Regions from separate parts of the Triticum aestivum genome. Here region 2 is linked to region 1. Evidence: chromatin contacts called from public Hi-C data. All regions are on one chromosome and are shown on one strand. Each heading gives the region's core, a stretch centred on a gene start, on an enhancer-like site or on the middle of the called end of the contact. The rest is flanking DNA. Distances are from core to core; before and after follow the strand shown. Region 1 holds the start of LOC123092737. Region 2 holds the start of LOC123092738 (protein MOS2).

Region 1 (4,863 bases), core at 1,090-3,589:
CCTCCTGCACCTACGTTCTAGTACCAGACAAATCTCTCTCACCAGTCACCATAGGGCCTCTGGTTGCTTCAACGGCTCAAGCCTCTGCCGATGTTGCTGTTGCCGGCGTTGCTTTCATCTGTTAGATCAGCGTCCCTGATTTGGTGCAAAAGCTGTACCACGTATATGCACGGTAGGCCCTTGAGATTCACCTGCTCCCAATAACGCATCAAGTGGACGTATCTTTCAGGCCTCATATCTTCCCTGTACATGCATCGTGTTGTCGATTCCCTCCCGTCGGCTCGAAAATTCGTCGCCGACCCGGAAAGGCCACGCACTTTCACCATGCCTGGAGAGGCAATTGCGCTTCCTACCTGGTGCACTACCACGTCCTTTTTAGATTTTAGGAAGAAAATATTCGTTTCAGGGATAAGGTTGATGCCGCGGGTGACTGACAATAATCAAGCGGCTTTTATAAGAATATAAATAAATCTGGTTAAACCTCGGCCTCACTAGCAAAAATCCGGAGAGAAATGTTCAAAAATACAAAATATAGTGCCTTTCATTTTGGTGTACAAAATTATATAGAAGTCTAATAAACCATAATCTAGACGGTCGTGTTGTATCCTTCTCTCTCTTTGATATAATACATAATACAAGCAACTCTCCTACATCATTCGAAAAATAAACCATATTCTGACCTGTCCAACGAAATACACCAACTCTTCTTCTTAGACCCCCCTGGCCTTGAGCATCTCGTGTTCTCTTCTCTTTTGAATACGGCCTGACTGCAAGGTACTCACACCTTACGGTTGTTAGCCAGGCAGACATCCTAATCAATCCTATCTGTTAGTACTTAATTTAAAAGGTGTTCGCGGTACCAGAATGTCGTGATCTCGGACAGGTAAATTTCCAGGATCACTCGCTCGTCCAAAAGGGCGCCTCTCCGTAGCAGATATTGACTGGCGAGGGCCGCTGCGCCTACACGGATTGACGTGCGCAGATGGCTCGTGTCACAGATTGCTTGCCACTGCAGCATGATGCAAATTAGACTCGGCCAATTAATGGTAGACTAGGAGAGGCTGATCTAGCCGACTCTTCTTCTGATGTTGAAACATTCTCGGTTTGGCTCCACGGCCTTGACAAGCAAAATGTTTCACAATACATATGCAGTCCTTCTCAGAGACAGGGTCCAATGTCTTTCCCAATATTTTTGGGCTTGCACCAAGTTTCAGATCACTGTTGTTTGAAGACTGGACTCAGAGATTATTATTATTATTATTATTATTATTATTATTATTATTATTATTATTATTATTATTATTATTATCTAAAAGCTTTGCCCAACATCCTGAGCAGCTGCCATTCCCAGCCTATATGATATATCTATCCATTTCATTTCCCTGGTGCATCAGCACATGTTTGGCAAGAAGATGTCCTGTAGCCTGTAGGGGGGTGAATATTAAACGAGCAGTGGCACCCTTCCACATGATGCATGCCCACGCGACGACGACGATATCCAGTTGAGCGGTTGGCGATCTATATGGTCATATGGAGATATCAATATTGTAGCTTCCGTTCAGCGCGGCCTCACATGACCGCTTTCAGAAAAGTTTTTAGCAGCCGCAGTCGTTTTACCAGAGACAGACATGCAGAGCACAAACATTAGACTGGGACGCCACGACCCTCCTCCTTCCTCTAGGGGAAGATCATGGCCTACCTGGCTGTCTGAGTTGTGAACACCTACCACCAAATAATTCCAGCAGAGACAAATAAGTCGTCCTGCACACTGGTGGATAAAAGATATATCCTCATGATGCCTTTCTTTTTAGATACAATGATCCTGGTCGATGATGCCATGGAGCCCTGAATGATAGCACCATCATTTCTCTGCCGTGTAACGTAAAAAAAGAAAAGAAAAGAAAAACTCTTCGAACACGAAGAAGCAGAGCATCCATACCATGATACCAACTCACCTTTTATAAGCTGATGAAGGTCAAAAAGAAAAGAAAAAACTAACGTGTGCATGCAATGCAAGACGAGGTAGCTAGATGCTAAATCGATCGCTAATCATGCATGCCCAATGATGCATGTAAACTAATATGCTGAATGAGCCAGCCCCATATTCTCACCAAACACCCCAACAAACTGCGTACTTTGAAGAAAATCAAATACGATCGAGCCCCCAACAAACTTTAACTACCGCTAACAGACAGGTACTGCAACGTATACACCAAATTATACAACGTACCAGATGTTTGTCTCCGTCCTCGCTCGCCTACCAACCATTACCAATGCAGCAGTACAAACAAAGTCAAACAATCCTTCCCTCCATCGGCCTCGCCTACTCTCTCCCTTTCTCTTCTGTCTTCTCCCCCGACCCAACCACCATGACAGCAAACCATCACCGCCACATGACCCAAACGCCCCCGCCACAAAAGCCTCTGCTAATGATATCAGCAGCCAATATCTCTCTATCTTGACAAGCTGATATCATTTAATAATGGCGAGGTGCGTGCTGTTTCAAAGTTTCAGATCAGGGGCAAGCATGGCAAGTTCCCTCGGAGCCTCCAGTTAAACCTTCCCTATCCGAATTTTTCCAAGCTCCAACTCCCTCCTTTCTTCTACAAGCAACAACTCCAGCACACCAGCATCCATCCATCCATCCATCCATCCATCCAAAGGGGGGAGAAAAGGGGTGTAAGAGGAGGAGGAAGAGGGCGAGGAGCTGCCTCTGAAAGCAAGCCATCATTAGGCCGCCAAATGCGGGAATGCGTATTGGCTAACAGGACAACAAGTCGAGGACCAAGGAGCAGGAGCTGCGTCGGCGTCGGCCGGGGGACGGACGACGAGAGAGGAGTGGAGCCGGCCTGCTAGCTAGCTTGCCGCGGACGCCATGTCGTATGATCAGATGCTCTCGCCGCTCCTCGGAGGCGCCGGCCGGTCGGCGTGGACGCCGCGGCTGCAGCAGCTGGGCGGCGACGCGGTGACGAGGCAGATACTCAAGTGCACGCGGTGGCAGCTGGAGGAGACCACGGACTTCGTCACCTGCCCCTACCACTACTACTGCGACAGCTCCTACCCCGGCGACTACCACTCCGCCGTCGGCGCGCTCGTCGCCGCCTTCGCCGCCTACTGCTTCGTCGCCGCGCTGGCCTTCGCCGTGCTCGACCTCGTTCGCAGCGGCGCGGCCGGCGTGAGGGGCGTCAAGAGGAAGTACCTGGTCCCCTCGGGCCCGTTCCTGCTCCCGCTGGTGCTGCTGGCGCTGGCCAAGGGGCAGCGCGTCAACGCCGTGTTCCCGCTCGCGCAGCTCGGCCCGGCATTGCTGCTGCTGCTGCAGGCGTCGGCGCTGGCGTTCCGGAACGAGGCCGACGGCGACATCCGGTACGCGGTGCTGGAGGCCTCCACGGTGTCCGGCGTGCTGCACGCCAGCCTCTACCTGGACGCCGTGGTGCTGCCCTACTACACGGGGCTGGAGGCGCTCCGGTGGTCGCGCTTCTCCGGGGAGTGCGCGTCGTGCCTCTGCCGCATGGAGCCGCTGGTGGTGGGCGGCACGGCGATGCGGTACCGGGGCCTGTCCAAGACGGCGCTGGCCATCATCTTCGCGCTGTGCTCCAGGATGGTGTGCCGGATTTACGGCGAGGAGCGGCTGAGCGCGTGGACGCGGTCGGCGCTGGAGGGCGTCGGGTGGGTGTTCGTGGCGGCCGACGCGGTGTACCTCGTCGGCTGGGTGGCGGCCGAGGGCGGCGCCGTCGGGGTGGCGGCCTACAGCCTGGTGGCCGGCCTCGTCTTCCTCTGCGTCTTCGGCAAGGTGTACAGATTCTTGGCGTGCGTGGAGTCGCGGCAGTCGCAGTGGAAATCGAGCCTCTGCCACACCGTCGTCTGATCACCGTAAAATCTTCTTCCGTCCGTCTGTAGAGAAAAAAAAGAAGAAATTAAGAGAAAGAAACTCCTCCTCCTCCATTTCTTAGTTCACCCTTTGTTTGTTAATTTTGATGTACAAATTTACAGTGCATGACACAATGGGCAGGCAAAAGAATTCTGCAAAATTTCCCCCTGAAGCCATTCCTCTGTTTTTCTGTCGATGAATCTTCAGAAATCTGCCCAACATTTTCCATATCTTTCTGTCGGTCACATTGCATTTTTTTTTCCGAATCAGGAAAGAAAAGGCTGTACTGCACTTTAGTTGGTGGTAATTTCAACTTCGCCGCATGCATTAGTGCATCGACGGTGGATCGTCGGCCGGAGTTAATAGTGTGAGCATTTGGCAGATGGGGCCGGGTTCAGAAAAGCGAAGAGTACAAACCAGCAACAACAATGTCGCTTGTTGGCTTGTTCAGGGGCCTTTGTCATGGTGATCGGGCGATGACCTAACCGCTGGCGGCTTCTGGAAGCCAGTTCTTGGAGGCTTCCTGCGATATCTGACAGTTGTTCCACTTGAGTTCTCTCTGTTGTCATCATCAGTTAATAATCCTTGTTTGGTTTGAGAGCAAGTGGTTGGAGCATTCACCTGGTGTCTCACCCAGTTGGGAATGAACCCAAATTTTGCCGCACCCGGCCGCGGAGTCACCGAGGACTGCAGTTTAACAAAGAATTGGTCATGGCTCGTGAGAGAAAAAATAGCTCATTGACTGAAAAAATGACAGTAAATGTATACTCCTTGTCACATAGTATGTGGCCCTATGCATATAGTCTCTATGAAACAAAGTGTTTGACTTGGTTGCATATACTCCATTTCTTCGAATCTTGGCCTTCTTTCTTGAACAAGTTCCTTTCACTCTCATCATCATCGTGCGACATTGCGGTCACTCGCGACATTGCGGTCGGCGGCTGTCTGTCCGACAATGTGGATGTTGCGCGACTTCTAGTGTGGCAACGATGACG
Region 2 (4,863 bases), core at 1,612-4,111, 270 kb after region 1:
CTTTTACTTTTTATATAATTTGGACATTTTTATATACATGATGTATATTTTTTAAATACATGTGTTGAGCACTTTTTTGAATAGGTGATGATGTTTTTTCAAATACTTTTACGTTTTAAAATGACAGTAAACACTTTTCTAAAACAACTAATTTTATATATTGTAGAAACATTTTTAAAATGTCAGGATATATTTTCTAATGAAAGTAAAAAATATAAACTTACACGAATATTTTTTTTACATATATAACATCTATTAATGTAACAAATACATTTTTTAACTGCGGGAATATTTCAATCAAATGAGATATACATTTTTTAATGGCACTGTACATCATTTTTCTTTATTACACATTATTTATATCATACACACATTTTTTATCAAAAAAATATATATATTTTTTTGAAACACGATAACAGTCTTTTTAATTGTTGCAAACTTTTTTATTGAAAGTTATCAACATTTTTTAAAGCTACTCTAACAATTTTTTATACTATGTTGAAATTTTCAAATTTCGTATGCAAATTTTAATTTTTAACTATATGCATTTAATTTAAATATAAATAAATGTACAAAAGGAAAAAAGATAATCGTTTGGCGCCAGCATGACAAGCCACTTTCTACTGCCCGACCCACCATCTACAACCTATAGGTGAGGCGGCCATACATCTCGCAGTAGGTGGCACATAGCAGCACCCCTCGTGGAAGCAACTAACAAAGGGTTACCCCTGCCGAGGCTCCTGCAAATGGTCACTTTTTGTAGCATGCGATCATGTCAAGTTGACCGCCCAGCCATTGTCACGTGTCACGTGCTGGTGCTCCCTCTAAATTTAGTTTTGATTATCCTGTACACATTTTTTGTGGTTTGGGATTTTTGGGTTATTTTAGTTTTTCGGTATTCGTCTGCTTTTCCCTATGTTGTTGTGGATTCTTTTTGCGAACCACAACTATGGTTCTCAGAAAAGGAAAAAAAATTATGCTTTCACGAGAAGCATAGATTTGCTTCGCGTGGAACTACATATTTAACTTCCGCGAGAAGCACATAGTTGTGCTTCCACGAGAAGCGAGATTTGCTTCTCATGGAAGGAGAGTTTTGCTTCTGCAAGAAGCAACACTGTGCTTCTCGGGGAAAAAAAAATCTATGCTTCCATGAGAGAAGCATAGATTTTCCTCCGCGTTGTCAAAAAAAGGAAAAATAATAATATGAAAAATCGGAACCAAGCTCCCGGGCTCTGATTTTTTTCTTCTATTTTCCTGTATTTTTTTTGGTTCTCTTTTTTTGTTTTTATTCTATATTATTCTATACTAGTATTCGTTTTTTCCGTGAAAAAATATTCATGGAAATCTATTAACATGAGATCTAACTTCGAACATATCACATTAGAAATCCAATAGGAAAACGATTCGGGATTTAAACACATGGTATAAAAGATAAAATATTTTAAATAGACGAATTTACTAAAAAAGAAATCTCCTTGGTTGTGACAAGTGGTGCCACTTGTCAGCATCTCAGAAGGTGGGAAACAATTTCTGTAAAGGATGACCCTGAACTATTAACTAATGATTTTCGTGCACCCCTTAAGTGCTCTATATCTCGCTTACAGCGAGATGGCAGCTCCCCTCGTCTAAAGCTTCCCTGCAGTGTGCACGCGTATGTGCCTACTCAATAGCGTGTTACCAAGTCCTTCATCGTCAATCAGTTCGCTAATGTGTTAATTCGGGTGTTTCTATTTTTTTGTTGTTCTTTTCTTATTTTTCGGTTTGGTTTTCTTACTTCTTCATCGGTTTTATTTCATTTTTCATTTTTCTTCATTGTACTTCTTTTTTGTCATTTCTTCAATTTTTTTTGTTTCTTTCATATTATTTGTTGGTTTTCTTTTTGGTCTCATTTTCTCCTTTCTTTCTTCCATTTTTTGCTTTTTTCTTGGCTTCATCTGTTTTTTGTTTTTACTTTGCTTTTTTTTCTCGGTTTTCATTTTTTTTGCACTTGTTTGTTTGGTTTCCCTTTTCTCCTTTTCCTTTTCTTATTTCAGTTTTTGTTTTACATTTTTCGCATACATAGATAACATATTTAGGACATGTTTAAGCTTTTTTAATTCATTGTTAATATTTTTCAAATGATTTTTTGATAACTATTGTTTCATAGACATTGTACACTTTTGTTATACATCTGTACTCCCTCTGTAAACTAATACATGAGCATTTAGATCACTAAAATAGTGATCTAAACGCTCTTATAATAGTTTACAAAGGGAGTAACTTTTCTAATACAAGTTTATTTTTGTACATGTGGTTAATATTTATTCGATACATTATATATATATATGTTTAATATTTTATATATGCATGTTTATATTTTTTCAAATATATGATTAACATTTTTTTAAACATATATTTTTTTGCTACTTACTTTTTTCATAGACATTGTAGATGTGTTGTATACATCAAACATATTTTTGTACAATTTTAATATTTAAAACATGAATAAAGTTTCTGAATTTTTTATTTTTTGATCTTAGTTTTTTCCATATATTCCCTCCGTTCCTAAATATTTGTCTTTCTAGAGATTTCAACAAGTGACTACATACGAAGTAAAATGAGTGAATCTACACTCAAATATGTCTATATACATCCGTATGTGCCGGTCCATTTGAAATCTCTAAAAGACAAACATTTAGGAATGGAGGGAGTACATGGTATATTTTTTGTCTACAGCAGAAACATTTAGGCGCTCGCTTCAGGCCGTTCATAGGCGCGCCCTAAGCGCCCGTTCCAGCCCACTGATCTGGCAGCCCGCTGTTACCTTTGGTGGGCCAAACCCATAAATATACAGAAAGCCTTTCCAGTGGACCACTGGGGGGCTCAGCCGATACCCAGTCTCAACGTCACACGAACTCGGTTCGTTCTTTCCTGTACTACTAGTACTATTTTTTTCGTGTTTCTGCGTCCCCCACAGACTCCACACGCTTTCCCCCAAATCGCCGCCGCCATGGAGAAGGAGAAGAAGCTGTCCTTCTCCATCCCTTCCAAGCTAAGGCCGCCCAAGCCCCGCCCCGCCGCCGGCGCTGATTCCTCCGCCGCTAGCGGCAACTCCGCTTCCGCGGCCGCTGCCCCCGCCCAGCAATTCGTCACCGAGTTCGATCCGTCGCAAACCCTAGCCGCCGGCGCCGCGTCCGCCGTCATCGCGCCCCTCCCCAACTCCGGCCACTTCCTCAACCACCGCTCCCGCAAACCCTCCTCCCTCCCGACCCCCGAGGAGGAGGCCGCCCTCGCCGCCTCCACCGCCGGTGGCCCCACATTCGTGCTCGACACCTCCGAGGCCCCGGACAATCCCTCCTCCCACATAGGGTATGGCCTCACCCGACGCGGCGCCGATGCCGACGCTGAGGCCGACGCCACGGAGCCGGGGAAGACGCAGTCTTCCAAGGAACCAGAGAAGAAGCCGACCTCTCCAGCCAGAGATGGCGGCTCCAGCGGTGACCTTATGCTGCGACGGTACAAGGAGGACATGGCCAGCCTCCCCGACCACCGTGGTATAGACGAGTTTGCGGAGGTGCCTGTGGAGGGCTTCGGTGCTGCCCTCCTTGCTGGTTACGGCTGGTCAGAAGGCAAAGGGCTCGGCCGCAATAACAAGGAAGATACCAAGGTTGTTGAGTATAACCGCCGTGCCGGTACGCTGGGATTAGGCTACGACCCTTCTGAGGCAGACCCTAAGAAGACTCGCTCTGGCGACTGGGTTATTGGTGGAAAGAAGCCGACAGAGAATGGTGGAAAGAAGTCCGCAGAGAATGGAAATGCAAAGAAGAGAGATAGGGACAAGGAAGACAGAGTCCGGGAGAGGGATTCAAGTGCCCGGCAGAAGAGATCTGGTGATCTTAGGGCTGATAGGGTGGTTCGAGAGAAAGAGAGAAATTCTCGGGATAGTCGAGAAGAAAAGAGTAGCCGTGATGTTGGTAACAAAGTGCGCTGGTTACAGAGCAATATTAGGGTTAGAGTTGTTAATGAGAGGTTCAGCAGAAGGTTGTACCTGCAGAAGGCAAAAATTGTTGATGTGGTTGGACCAACGACATGTGACATAATGATGGATGATGGGTCAGAGCTTGTGCAGGGGGTGGAGCAGGATATGCTTGAAACGGTCCTGCCACGGACAAACGGGCAAGTGCTTGTGCTCTGTGGGAAGCACAAGGGTGTGTATGGGCATCTGGTAGAGAAGAATTCAGAGGCAGAGACTGCAGTAGTGGAGGATGCGGATACAAAAGACATGGTGCGTGTGAAATATGATCAGATTGCAGAGTACGTTGGGGACCCAGAATTGCTTGGGCACTGATTATTTCTTCTTGAGGAGGGGACATCTGTTTTCCAGGAGCTCTTCTAATGTGCGGTAATATCTGTTCCTTAGTAATAACTATCAGTTGCTGCTTGGATGTAAAATCTTGAACACAATGTTAATCGTTTTATTACTATTATTTGTTGCTTGGATGTGTAAAACCTTCAGCAAACTGTCAGTTTTTGCTTTGTATAATCTGTTTGTTTAAGTCTGCTGCATATGGGTCAAAACCTCATGCTAATCGATGATGTCAGAAGGTGACCCTTGTATCTAAGAGTGAATTTCGGAATGCATGCTAAAAATCTCATGAACTTCTTGGCGTCTTGGTGATGGGGTGATCAATAGTTACTATACTGGGACCCTGCCCTTAAACTGCAGATGCTCCGCGCGGGGTTGATTTTGTTTTGGAGTTCTCCTGCTATCCACCGTAAGAGATGAAAGTTTTGCTGAAAACATCTAAAGAAAATCTGAACTACAAATCTCTAAGTTGAAGATAAAAAATTTAAAAGTACTACCTCTGTTCCTAAATATAAGAC

Evidence for each region. A called contact is a pair of places that touch in the nucleus more often than the background predicts.
Region 2: a Hi-C map of leaf shows a contact between it and region 1, with 4 times the contacts expected there. The contact joins the promoter of LOC123092738 here to the promoter of LOC123092737 in region 1. A contact is called at or near these places in 2 of 5 Hi-C or Micro-C datasets (both in leaf).

Annotation. Positions count from the first base shown.
Region 1 is chr4B:465,002,787-465,007,649 of IWGSC CS RefSeq v2.1, forward strand. LOC123092737 reads left to right here and starts at 2,340. Exons shown (of 1, transcript XM_044514556.1): 1 at 2,340-4,044. The coding sequence starts at 2,876. The coding sequence ends at 3,865.
Region 2 is chr4B:465,274,954-465,279,816 of IWGSC CS RefSeq v2.1, forward strand. It overlaps LOC123092738 (protein MOS2), which reads left to right and starts at 2,862. Exons shown (of 2, transcript XR_006444824.1): 1 at 2,862-4,381.